4 separate regions of the Mus musculus genome follow, and regions 2, 3 and 4 are each linked to region 1. The links are chromatin contacts, called in public HiChIP or PLAC-seq and promoter capture Hi-C maps. All regions are on one chromosome and are shown on one strand. The core of a region is the stretch at or near the end of the contact, and the rest is flanking DNA. Distances in the headings are between cores, read along the strand shown.

Evidence for each region. Promoter capture Hi-C pulls out the DNA fragments that hold promoters and counts their contacts. HiChIP or PLAC-seq counts read pairs in DNA pulled down with a chosen protein or histone mark.
Region 2: an H3K4me3 HiChIP or PLAC-seq map of embryonic stem cells shows a contact between it and region 1, with 6 times the contacts expected there. The contact joins the enhancer-like site here to the promoter of Rab9 in region 1. A contact is called at or near these places in 22 of 39 promoter capture datasets (the 3T3-L1 cell line, 3T3-L1-derived adipocytes, the C10 cell line and 13 more), 1 of 15 datasets of contacts at CTCF or cohesin (pro-B cells), 2 of 484 Hi-C or Micro-C datasets (cortical neurons and regulatory T cells), 15 of 115 datasets of contacts at active chromatin or transcription factors (the 230-238 cell line, acute myeloid leukemia, effector CD8 T cells and 10 more) and 3 of 9 other capture datasets (adipose tissue, liver and pancreatic islet).
Region 3: a contact with region 1 is called in a promoter capture Hi-C map of trophoblast stem cells, with 3 times the contacts expected there. The contact joins the enhancer-like site here to the promoter of Rab9 in region 1. A contact is called at or near these places in 3 of 39 promoter capture datasets (the 3T3-L1 cell line, the C10 cell line and trophoblast stem cells), 2 of 115 datasets of contacts at active chromatin or transcription factors (microglia and pro-B cells) and 1 of 9 other capture datasets (liver).
Region 4: a contact with region 1 is called in a promoter capture Hi-C map of pre-B cells, with 4 times the contacts expected there. The contact joins the enhancer-like site here to the promoter of Rab9 in region 1. A contact is called at or near these places in 4 of 39 promoter capture datasets (the C10 cell line, the HPC-7 cell line and pre-B cells), 2 of 115 datasets of contacts at active chromatin or transcription factors (large pre-B cells and pro-B cells) and 2 of 9 other capture datasets (adipose tissue and liver).

What each region holds. Positions count from the first base shown.
Region 1 is chrX:166,478,599-166,481,136 of GRCm38.p6, forward strand. It overlaps Rab9 (RAB9, member RAS oncogene family), which reads right to left and starts at 1,269. Exons shown (of 3, transcript NM_019773.2): 1 at 942-1,269.
Region 2 is chrX:167,228,174-167,230,711 of GRCm38.p6, forward strand. No RefSeq gene overlaps it. Among named protein-coding and RNA genes, the nearest start is that of Tmsb4x, 20 kb to the left of the region's middle. Within about 2 kb of position 1,273, at least 76 of the 459 cell types and tissues checked have an H3K27ac peak or open chromatin away from gene starts, as enhancers often do. A contact at or near this core is called in acute myeloid leukemia, adipose tissue, embryonic stem cells and 5 more, where this site is marked.
Region 3 is chrX:167,156,547-167,159,084 of GRCm38.p6, forward strand. No RefSeq gene overlaps it. Among named protein-coding and RNA genes, the nearest start is that of Gm39549, 12 kb to the right of the region's middle. Within about 2 kb of position 1,270, at least 17 of the 459 cell types and tissues checked have an H3K27ac peak or open chromatin away from gene starts, as enhancers often do. A contact at or near this core is called in trophoblast stem cells, where this site is marked.
Region 4 is chrX:167,107,230-167,109,767 of GRCm38.p6, forward strand. No RefSeq gene overlaps it. Among named protein-coding and RNA genes, the nearest start is that of Gm15232, 6.4 kb to the left of the region's middle. Within about 2 kb of position 1,277, at least 35 of the 459 cell types and tissues checked have an H3K27ac peak or open chromatin away from gene starts, as enhancers often do. A contact at or near this core is called in pre-B cells and pro-B cells, where this site is marked.

The DNA.
Region 1 (2,538 bases), core at 19-2,518:
CTAGCAAGGAAAAAGACAAAACTTGTACCAGCAAAACAAAACAAAAACCAAATTCAGTCTGTTGATTTTATGAGGACGCTGTGAAAAGACTGGTCACGTGCCAATTTGGAAACTTGCAGAAGTTATTCCTCAAAAGAAGTATGATCACGGGATGTGTCATCATTTACAAAACAAAACAGAACCATAATACGTTCACCAACCATTTGGTCAGTACTTAAAAGTCTCCTCTGGTCTTTTCACTAAGATGGAAGGAAGAAAGGAACGCGATTTTGAAACCTCGGCCAAGATCTGATATCTGACGATGTTCCCAACCGCCTACAAGGTCTTTGCCCTGGCTTTATCTTCCAAGCTCTCTCACCTGAGTGGGTCAAAGGGTAGTATGTCAGAGGTCGCCAAACTCAAATAACACAAGCTTGCTTTCCCCAGCATTAGTCAGTCACTGTGGCGCAAGGTTTGGTCTCGAGTATGTGGGTGTCCCCGTGTGGTTAGGGGAAAGACTAATGTGTAAGTGTGTACCCAGGTAATGTCATTGGTCCCGTGAGCATCGTTCCACCATCCTATTCCCAAGTATTTGGGGTATATCTCTTTCCTGAGATGATGTTTTTGGAAGGGATATCTCTTCCTCTCTAGTAAGGCCGATCGGTCGGTCTGCGTGTATGTGTTTGTGTGTGCGCGCGCGCGTGTATGTCCCGAGTGGTTGGGTGTGTGATCTTCTTCCCGTGCTTGAATGTGAAAACCCGTCTTTCTTCCTACTGACGTAGGAATTTTCAGGAGACTTGGGGACAAGCTAACTACCCCTGTTGCCCAGCAATCTACTGACCCGCGCCAATTTGGCTCGCCCGCCGCCCCGGCGGCCCTCCGCTCCAGCAGCTCAGCTCAGGCTACGCGCGCTCTTAACCAGCTCTGGCCGGACCTCAAATGGAAGGATGACCCCCGCTCACCTTGCAGACACACACTGGACGTCCTGGGGGCGGCTCGCCAACACGCCTGGGTGCAACCAGGGCAGGAAGAAGGCCAGAGACTCCGGAACGTCGAGAGCGCTTCCAAGAGGGAGCGACTGGGGCAGAAGAACCAATATGGCGGGCGGCCGGGGCGGGGCCAAGACGGAGGGGCGAGGCCTTGACAGTGGGGCGACGGGGCGGGGCCTGAGGCAGTGAGGCAGGGTCTGGAGTGGTAAAACCAGACCCGGGTCAGGGGCGGGACCTAAGTCTTTAGGGCGGGGCCAGGAGCTGCGGGGAGGGGCCTGTGGCGGTAGCACCAGGCCAGGAGCTGTAGGTCGGGGTCTTTCCTGTGGGCGTGGCCTGCGGCTGCGAGCCCAACCGCTAAGGCTAAGATCCTAGTCTGGATCACAGGAATTAGGCCCAAGGAAGACTGAGCCAGGAAGTCTGGAATCTGCTCTTCCCACAGACTGCTTTGCAAGATCGCAGTTTTTCTTTGTACTAGCTGCTGCTCTGGTCTTCCCACCTGCGTTTCTTCTAACAGTGGTCACAAAATAATAATTTATTCTTAAAGTTTAAAGTAGAGAACATATGAGTACTATGACGTAGCAGTATTGCACCATTTAAAAAAAAAAAAGCAGGCGGTGGTGGCTCACGCCTTTAATCCCAGCACTTGGGAGGCAGAGGCAGGCAAATTTCTGAGTTTGAAGCCAGTCTGGTCTACAGAGTGAGTTCCAGGATAGCCAGGGCTACACAGAGAAACCCTGTGTCGAAAAACAAACAAAACAATAATAATAATGGCAAAATATAGGGTCAGAGGTGTTTGTATTCCTTTGATTTATATGAGGAATTGAGTACATAGGTGGTAAAAATAAAAGTCCCTGGAAGAAAGATTCTTAGCTCCCCATAAACATATAGATTATGTTTAGTTTCTAAGAGAAGACATTCACTTTCGTGATCCACAACAATTTACATAATGTCTGCCTCTTTGTGGAGCCATTTTCAAGTAATAACCTTTCATCAGGCGCCAGAAAGATTACAGTTAGCAAAGTTTCTCACAAGTATGATTTTAGAATAATTATGAAAATAAGGCTCATAATAAATACTGAGTTCCAGTTTGAATTTCAATGATTTTTTTTCTTATAAAAAGGAATCTATTTTTATGTGTGCAGAATATTTCCCCCACGGACATCTGAGTAAAGGTTTATCGATATACAAATCTGTTGCATATGGAAAAGTGAGCTGGGATACAAGTCAAGGTCGAGTGCTTGTCCACCATACATGAAATCATGGTTCCAACCCCGACATCACAGAAGCCTAGCATTCTAGAAGCAGAGACAGGAGCTCAAGATCCTCATGGCACATAGGGAGTTGGTACATAGGCTATATGAGACCTTCTCTAAGGGAAAAATGACTATGCTTTTCACATACAAGGAAAAACAGAATGAAATAGTACACAATTTATCCATTAACTGACATTTAAATCATCGAAATGTTGATATTTTCTCTAACCCATTATCAATGTGAAATCTCAGTAATGTATATATTTTATAAGTAATCTATTAGTAATTATATTATTAAATAATCATATGTTGAAAAG
Region 2 (2,538 bases), core at 23-2,522, 750 kb after region 1:
CCCTTTGGGTGGCCTCAGGTTTCTCATATTTGGCCAGAGTCTTTGCGGCAGCGTGGAAAGACTTTGATTGAGCTCTACTTTCTAGGCTTTTAGGGCAGTCATAAGGTTTGGACCCAACCTGGCATTCATGGTATATTCCATCCATCTTGGGGAAAATATATATATATGTATATATATGTACACACACACACACACACACACACACACACACACACGATAGTAATGTGATAGTTTGATATAGAGATACTGCTGAATGTAACCATTGTTCAAGGTCAATGTAGTAAACCTGGAGGATAGGATAATGACTATATTTCTACTCTGCTCACTGTCTGCTAGAGGCTAATCAAAATATCTCGTCTTCCCCTCAGAAGCAGATGGCATGATGATTGAGATTATGCATGCTTAATGTAGGAAGCTTTGCTACCTACATGCCCCAAATCATGGACATACTGGCAAATAGGAGCTGGGATTTGAACCTGGCAGCTGTGTTTGTGATGTTCTTCACCCCTGTCTCCTATCTGGTTTGAGAGACATATCTTGGAGCTGTTTGCAAAGTTTATTTTCTCTCTGATTTTGTTTCTCTTAATTTCACTGTGTGTTTGCACCAGCATTTTCCATTGTTATTGTTATTATGTGACATAATTATATGTAAGGAACAGAGGCAGAGAGCTGACTATTTCTCTGAAAATCAAAAGGGGATATTTGGGGGGAAAACCAAATTGAGAAATGGCTGAGTTTATGGCCACTAACATCTGTTCTTCTAAGGAACTTTAATTGGTGTTGTGTATGATGTGTTTGTATGCATGTATTGTTTTGTTTTGTTCTGTTTTTTTGTGGGTTTTGTTTTATTTTGTTTTGTTGGTTTGTTTGTATGTTTTTCTTTTGTTTGTTTTCTTCCCAAAGACTTTTTACTTCCTGGAGATTGGAACTGCCATTGCTGTGTAAAAGACATAGCCTGTACATCATCTGTGATACCAGAGACAGGCTTAATGTCCTCCCAAACACAAATGCAAGCCAGCAGTATCCATGATAAATGTTCTTTCCTCCCTGACCCGCTATAATTCGGAGAGTGGCCAAGGTCATTTTCATGTCATTTTCCTGCCAACCTCGACTCCTGAAAGGCTTTTTAATAACTGACTCCAAAGAGCCTTTGCTCTAACTAGTTCTGCTCTACACTGCCCCCTAGCGCTACATCCATGACCTGTGCCTAGGCCACTCCCTGCTTCTGAACTTGCCAGCCCTTCTTGCCCCCAGAAGCATGACAAAGAAGAACTTCTGGTGCTACTGGTTGCACCCAGTCCTATCTGCCAGCATTTCTACTTCCTCCAAGTAAGCAACACTTCAGCCAGGCGGGTTTAGAGTTCCTTCCTCCTAATTCCTCCACATAGTTCCATTTCCGCATTGTTCTTTAGTCCAGGGGTGCATAACCCTACTTTCAACTTCCCAAATGTTTCCCAAGCAGCCATATGTCATGAGTATTAATGTCATGAGTAGAAATCTGGAGCCAGACGTCTGGGTAGATGTGCTCATTCTGCCCAGGAATGGTTTCCTAAGTGTGCCGCCACACAGTGGCTTAGAGCTCAAGCTTAGGCTCTAGGTTTGGTATAACATTGAGCTGACACTATGTTGATATTCTTTAAAAAAAAACTGATACTATGTATTAGCTTAATATTTTTCAGGAAATTCAATATATGTAAAATTCATGTTAAATTCACAGCTCATACCATATAAGGAATAAACTCCAGCATAGAACAACAAGGAAGAGGAGGCAGAAAGAATGTAAGAGCCAGAGGGCAGGGAGGAGTGCCTCAAAACACTTCCCTCCGGGAGTGACAGGGTGAGTCATTCATGAGCTCACAGCAGCTGTGCTTACCTGCATGGGGCCTGCACAAGAGCAGGCCAGACAACATTCTACTGTAGATAGGGTCCATGAGCTCTAGGCCCTACTTCTTAGTGGCAGTGGATAGCTGCTGGAGGAGGGAGATTCATTCATTTTAAGGATGTGGCCACATGAAGCTTTCCCATACTGTAGTGGATGACCCAGACCCATACATGTGGGCATCACTAACTGATCTTGGAAAGTTATTTTAAAAATTATGGAAGTAGGAAGATCAATTGAGGAGAATAAGGGGGAATTTGGAGGGGGAAATGGGCCTAAATGTGATATTTCACTATACACATATATAGCATTTTTAAGAATAAAGGAAATGTAGAAATTCATTGCAGACATAAACATAAAATCACAAAAGTTGTAGAAATGAACAGAAGAGAAAATGATTCTGTTTTTCGTGGGAAGAATTAGAATAATGTTCTTGTTTTTGACACAGGGTTGCTCTATTTAGTCAAGATTAGCCTGGAACTGCTGATCTCCCTGACAGCCCCCCCCCCAAATACTGGGATTACAGGCATATAACACGCCATCTTGCTAGCGAGTATTTCTTAAATGTGCCACTGAAGTCATACCCCATAAAAGAAAGCATTGACAAGTTCAATTTTGAAACCAATTGCTTCTGCTCCGAAAAAAAAAAAAATGGTAAG
Region 3 (2,538 bases), core at 20-2,519, 680 kb after region 1:
TTTACATGGAATTACCCAAGTTTCCATGGTTAGGTCATGGATTTTTACAGCTTTTTTACAGAGAAGTAAACCTGTTTCCAAATGATGGAAAGAGTTGTATTTAAGTCAGATTATTCTATCTCTGTAGTTATTTACTAATCATCTAAACAGTACTTCCCAGATGGGAAAACAACAACCCTCAATGAATTGATGTTGTAGAAAATACAGCTTTCTAAATTATTTCTGTATCAGAGTACTTCCTCCTCGGCCCCTCCTTTTCACAGAATTCTCTACAATCAATGATCTGTAGAAGATTGGAAGATCAAGTCTTACCACTGATGTACCACTTTTTGTGCATCTTTTCAATATTTTTTATTTGTTTTTGAAACAGGGTCTCCTGTATCCCAGGCTGGCCTCAGACTCACTAGGCATTCTCAAGTTATTTGGACCATAAGATGGAATCTCAAGCTTATAACCATGCTAAGCAAGCACTGTATCATCTGGGCTGCATCCCTAGCCCTCTCTTCATTGTGAAAAAGAAGATTCTGAAAGAAGCTAAAATGAAATGGTAGAGGCAACTGTTTTCTGCTGACCCAGGCTCTCCCTTAAATGTAGTCAAGACAGAGGGAACCATCTTCTTCCTGGTTGCTGGCTAGCAGAAGGAATTCTCTTTCATGTTCATAACTAACTGCTCATGTATATTGTGGGACTAACCCAGACATGGGATAGCCTTTAATTCTCCCTTGCAAGGGAGAAAATGAGAATGAATTGGATGAAATGTAGACGGAACAACTGGAGAGAGAGAGAGAGAGAGAGAGAGAGAGAGAGAGAGAGAGAAGAACAAGAAGGAGGAGGAGGAGGAGGGAGGGAGGGAGGGAGGGAGGGAGGGAGGGAGGGAGGGAAGGAAGGAGGGAGGGAGGAGAAAGAGAGAATCCTTTCCCTAAAAATACAAGAAAAGGCAGCATAGGTGTCTTAAGAGAGTATCCTTCACTGAAATGTTTAATCTTTTCATTCCCTTGTTTTTGTAGTGTTTTTTTCAATGCTGTTGATGTTTTCTCAGTACTGAGAATTAAATCAGTGTCTTGTGTTTGCTAGGCAAGCACTTTATACTGAATTGAACTATCAACCTCTAAAGATGTCCAATGGGAAATAGGGAAAGTGCTGGCTTTATAAAAACTAAGACTCCCAAACTGGGTGGATTTTAAATTATCTTTTACTCGGTGACTCATAGAGACCCATAGGGCATTGTAAACCACTTCCTATCATGGAGGGTGTTCACACTTTCTTTTGTAAGAGAACCGCTGGGCCATTCTTCACTGGTGATGGGAGAGGAAATGGCTTGACATGAAGCACTCCAGACTCTTCTTTCCTGTCTTATTTTGGAATTCTGAGCTTTCAGACTGGCTGCATAGGTGCTCCCAGCGGGAAGGTCAGCACAGAGGAGCCCTCTGAGCAACCAGGAAGAAGGCGGAGGAGTCTCACAATGCTAAGGGTCTGAGTATAAACTGCAATTCCCAGAAAAAAAGCCACACCTACTTGGCTAAAGAATGTGCAAGGTCAAGGAACTGATCAGAACTTTGATTGGGGAGAATTGGAATGTTGCACATCCAGAAGCAAATTGCTTCGACTTGACTTTAGCTTCCCTAATAAGCAATCATTTCTAACCTCTGTGTTTAGCCTAATATCCATTCTTGTGACTATTAGGAAAATCAAGGACTATATTAATAGATTACTAACTTCTACCAATTCAATGATTGAGGATGACACCAGATAACATTCAAGATCTATAGCACAGATTTTTTGAGATTATAATATAGTCACATAATTTATCCTTTCCCTCTCCTCCCCCCAAATCCTCTCCTTTCTCTCTTTCACACTCATGCATTCTCCAGTCAATCTGTCCAATGATATTTGTGTGCAGTTTCTCAAGGCTTATCATTTGGTATTAGGTAGCAGGCTGGTATGCTCGTCTCTAGGGGAAGACTATTTGTGCTGTTAGAATTCCTTAGCTGCCTGTAGTTCTTTGTGCAGGACTGAGACCTCAGAGGCTTTCTCCTATCCACTTTGGCGTGTCTGTTGTTGTTGTCCTTGCTCAGCTCATGTTTCAGCAGTCATGCTGGTAAGATTTTATGGTTGTAGCTTCTGATAGTACTTACAAGAGACACAGTCTCATAGCAAACTCTCTTAGTGTATGCACCTTATTCTTTCCAACTCCACTTTTGAAATGTTCTAAATGAGCTTTAGACTTAGGTGTGTTAGAGATGTATCAGCTGGAGCTGAGCTCTACAACACTGCATTTTTTATTGGTAATGGTTTTCTATAGTGGTCACCATCTGTTGCAAACAGAAGTTTCCTTGGTGAGAAGTGATGACTACATTTGTCTTTGGATATAAGGACAAAAGTTTAGAATGTAAAGCCAGGCAGTGGTGGCACACGCCTTTAATCCCAGAACTTGGGAGGCAGAGACAGTCAGATTTCTGAGTTCAAGGCCAGCCTGGTCTACAGACTGAGTTCCAGGACGTCCAGGGCTACACAGAGAAACCCTGTCTCGAAAAACCA
Region 4 (2,538 bases), core at 27-2,526, 630 kb after region 1:
TTGAGCAGGCATCCTCATGGCTCACTTAGGGAAGGGAAGGACATTTTACACTCTCATAGCTGAGAGCAATCTCTTTTGGGAAATGAAGCCCTTTTAGCTGTCTTCTGTTATTTATCTGCTCTCAGTCCCAATCAATGTTATTTAGCACTGTTGAACAAGCATTAAGGGAGAATTTGAGAGGGCTCTAACTTCTAAGATGCTCAGATGCTTACACACCAAGCTTTCAGATCCTAGCAGTCTTGGGTGAAGCATTTCCCTCCAAGACAGATGATGCTCATATTTTAGGATGCACTCGTATGAGCTTTGCAAGCAGGCTACACGTCCATTATGAGCCATTAATGTGGACTGTAATCACATTGTAGGACTTCAGGACGATGCATATTGTGTAAGAGAAGGGGCAGCCTGTGTAAAGGTTTTTATATTACCCCACTGAAGGTTTTTGTTATCTTTCAAAACTTCAGACAAAGAGTAGGCAGAGGAAACAGACCTAGCCCACAAGATCTTAAACGAAAGAGGACTTCTCTTATTCTCCTTCCACTTTCTGATTTCTCACTCTCAAGGGTATTAAGTTTAACAAATAAATAACCTTAGAGATACATGGTAATGTTGCCCAATTAAAAATGACTTATGCACATACCCTTAATCCTAGCACTTAGGAGGCAGAGGCAGGCAGATCTCTGTGAGTTTGAGGCCAGACTGGTTTCCACAGTGAGTTCCAAGCCAGCCAGAGCAACACAGTGAGACCCTTTCTCAAAGAAATAACTTAAGTAGGGAGCGAATACTTGGTTGACAAGCTATAGCTACCACCAGAGCCTGTCTTAAAAAATACCATGGCAGTCATCATCTTAACTTTCCTTTTTCGTCTATGATGGAAATGAAAATAAATCAACAACAACGTGTGAGCAGGTTTTTTTCAGTTCTAGGGCATCAAACCCAGGACCCTATGTATGCTAGGAAAGTGTTCTACTAGTTGCTCTACTAGTGTTCCAAACTTTTACATCAACAAATGAATGGATAAGTGAAACAGGTCTGGGATTCAATGCCAGTTTGCTCTTGTGTCCCAGTGAAATTCAAGCCCATCAAAGCCCATCAAAGAGAAGAAAGGGCAAGGCAATTTTGGGTAAAGTGCAAAAAGCAAAAGCATAGCCCAACTAATTGCATGCAGCTGCAAAGAATAGCCTACATGGCCAAATGCTCTAGGTTGGAAATGTAGAGAGTGGAATACAATTGGTAGAGAAACAAGCAGAACTCGGCTTCCTTGGGTTCCTTCCGGGCTTAATGTGGGTGCGTCCTTTCCTGCAAAGCACCTGCATGCTCTGTGATATGACTTCCGGCCAGAGACTTCCTGTAGAAGAGGAAAAAATAGACAGTATTGCTGCTTGCCCCCTGTTTCTCCCCCCACCGCAATCTAGCGTTTTCTTTAACTTAACTAACATTTAGACTGGTCTATAATAGAAGTGGTTCTGTCTGGCAGGAGGACAGAGTCTTCATTATCAAACAACACCCAAACTCAATAATGTAAATACCTGAGTCCCTTCATCACAGAATCTTGAGTAGATTTGGAGAAGAGAGAATCATCAATTCTCTGATACAGACTGTTTTCATTCATTCTGCCAAAGGGCGGGGGGAGGTCTTCATTATCTACAACGCCGCTGTAGTAGCAGATTGCTGGTAAATATTATTTCCTCTCTCAGATTAAAGGGCAAACCTAAGAGTTTCATGAGCTGTCACTTCATTTCTAAGTTGGTAGAATTTACTAGAGATATTTGGTGACTTAGTGACAATCTCGACACCAGCTTGTGCTTAATTGTTTTAGTGCTATTGTTTCTTTCCTTCAATGCGACCATAAAGGTCATAACCTAGCATCTTTGTTTTACAGATAAGGAAACAGATGATCAGTGTTATGGAGATAAGTGCTGACACTAGTTGTCCTCAAGTCCACTGCTGCCCAGTTATCCCACTGATGCTCTTTGCGAAAACCACAGAATCGGAGGTCAGGACTTCTGGATTTATATTCTCAAAGGATCTTGGGCTTCATGCTTTAATAATATTCAGTTTCCTGCTAGAAAAGACCATAAGCTCCATTTCCTCTTCTGGAAAGCAGATCAAAAGAGCCACGGCTTAGGAGTACTGGAGTACATAGATGGCTTTGCTGGACTTGTATTTTTCCCATATCATTTATTGTCCTGCATGCTTTTAGCATTCATTTCATTCTTTTCCCTCACACTGTAGAACAGTAAACAAATGAGTTTTTTTTAAAATGAGTCAACAAAGACACAACAGAAACCACCTTTTAATGCTCTTTTCCTCGTTTGAAATTTCAATTCATCTAGCCAAGTGATGCTACTATCAAATTTTGTTATTACTTCAGTTTCAGTGATTTCACTAGGCACATAAGAATCTCTAGAAGAGCAGAAATTACAGTGAAACATATTTAAGGAGATTGAAAAGCCAGTGTTCTTATATAGGCCATGCTTACATTTATTTGATGGTTTCTATGGGTGAAACAGAGGAAGGAGGAAACACTACTAATGCGAT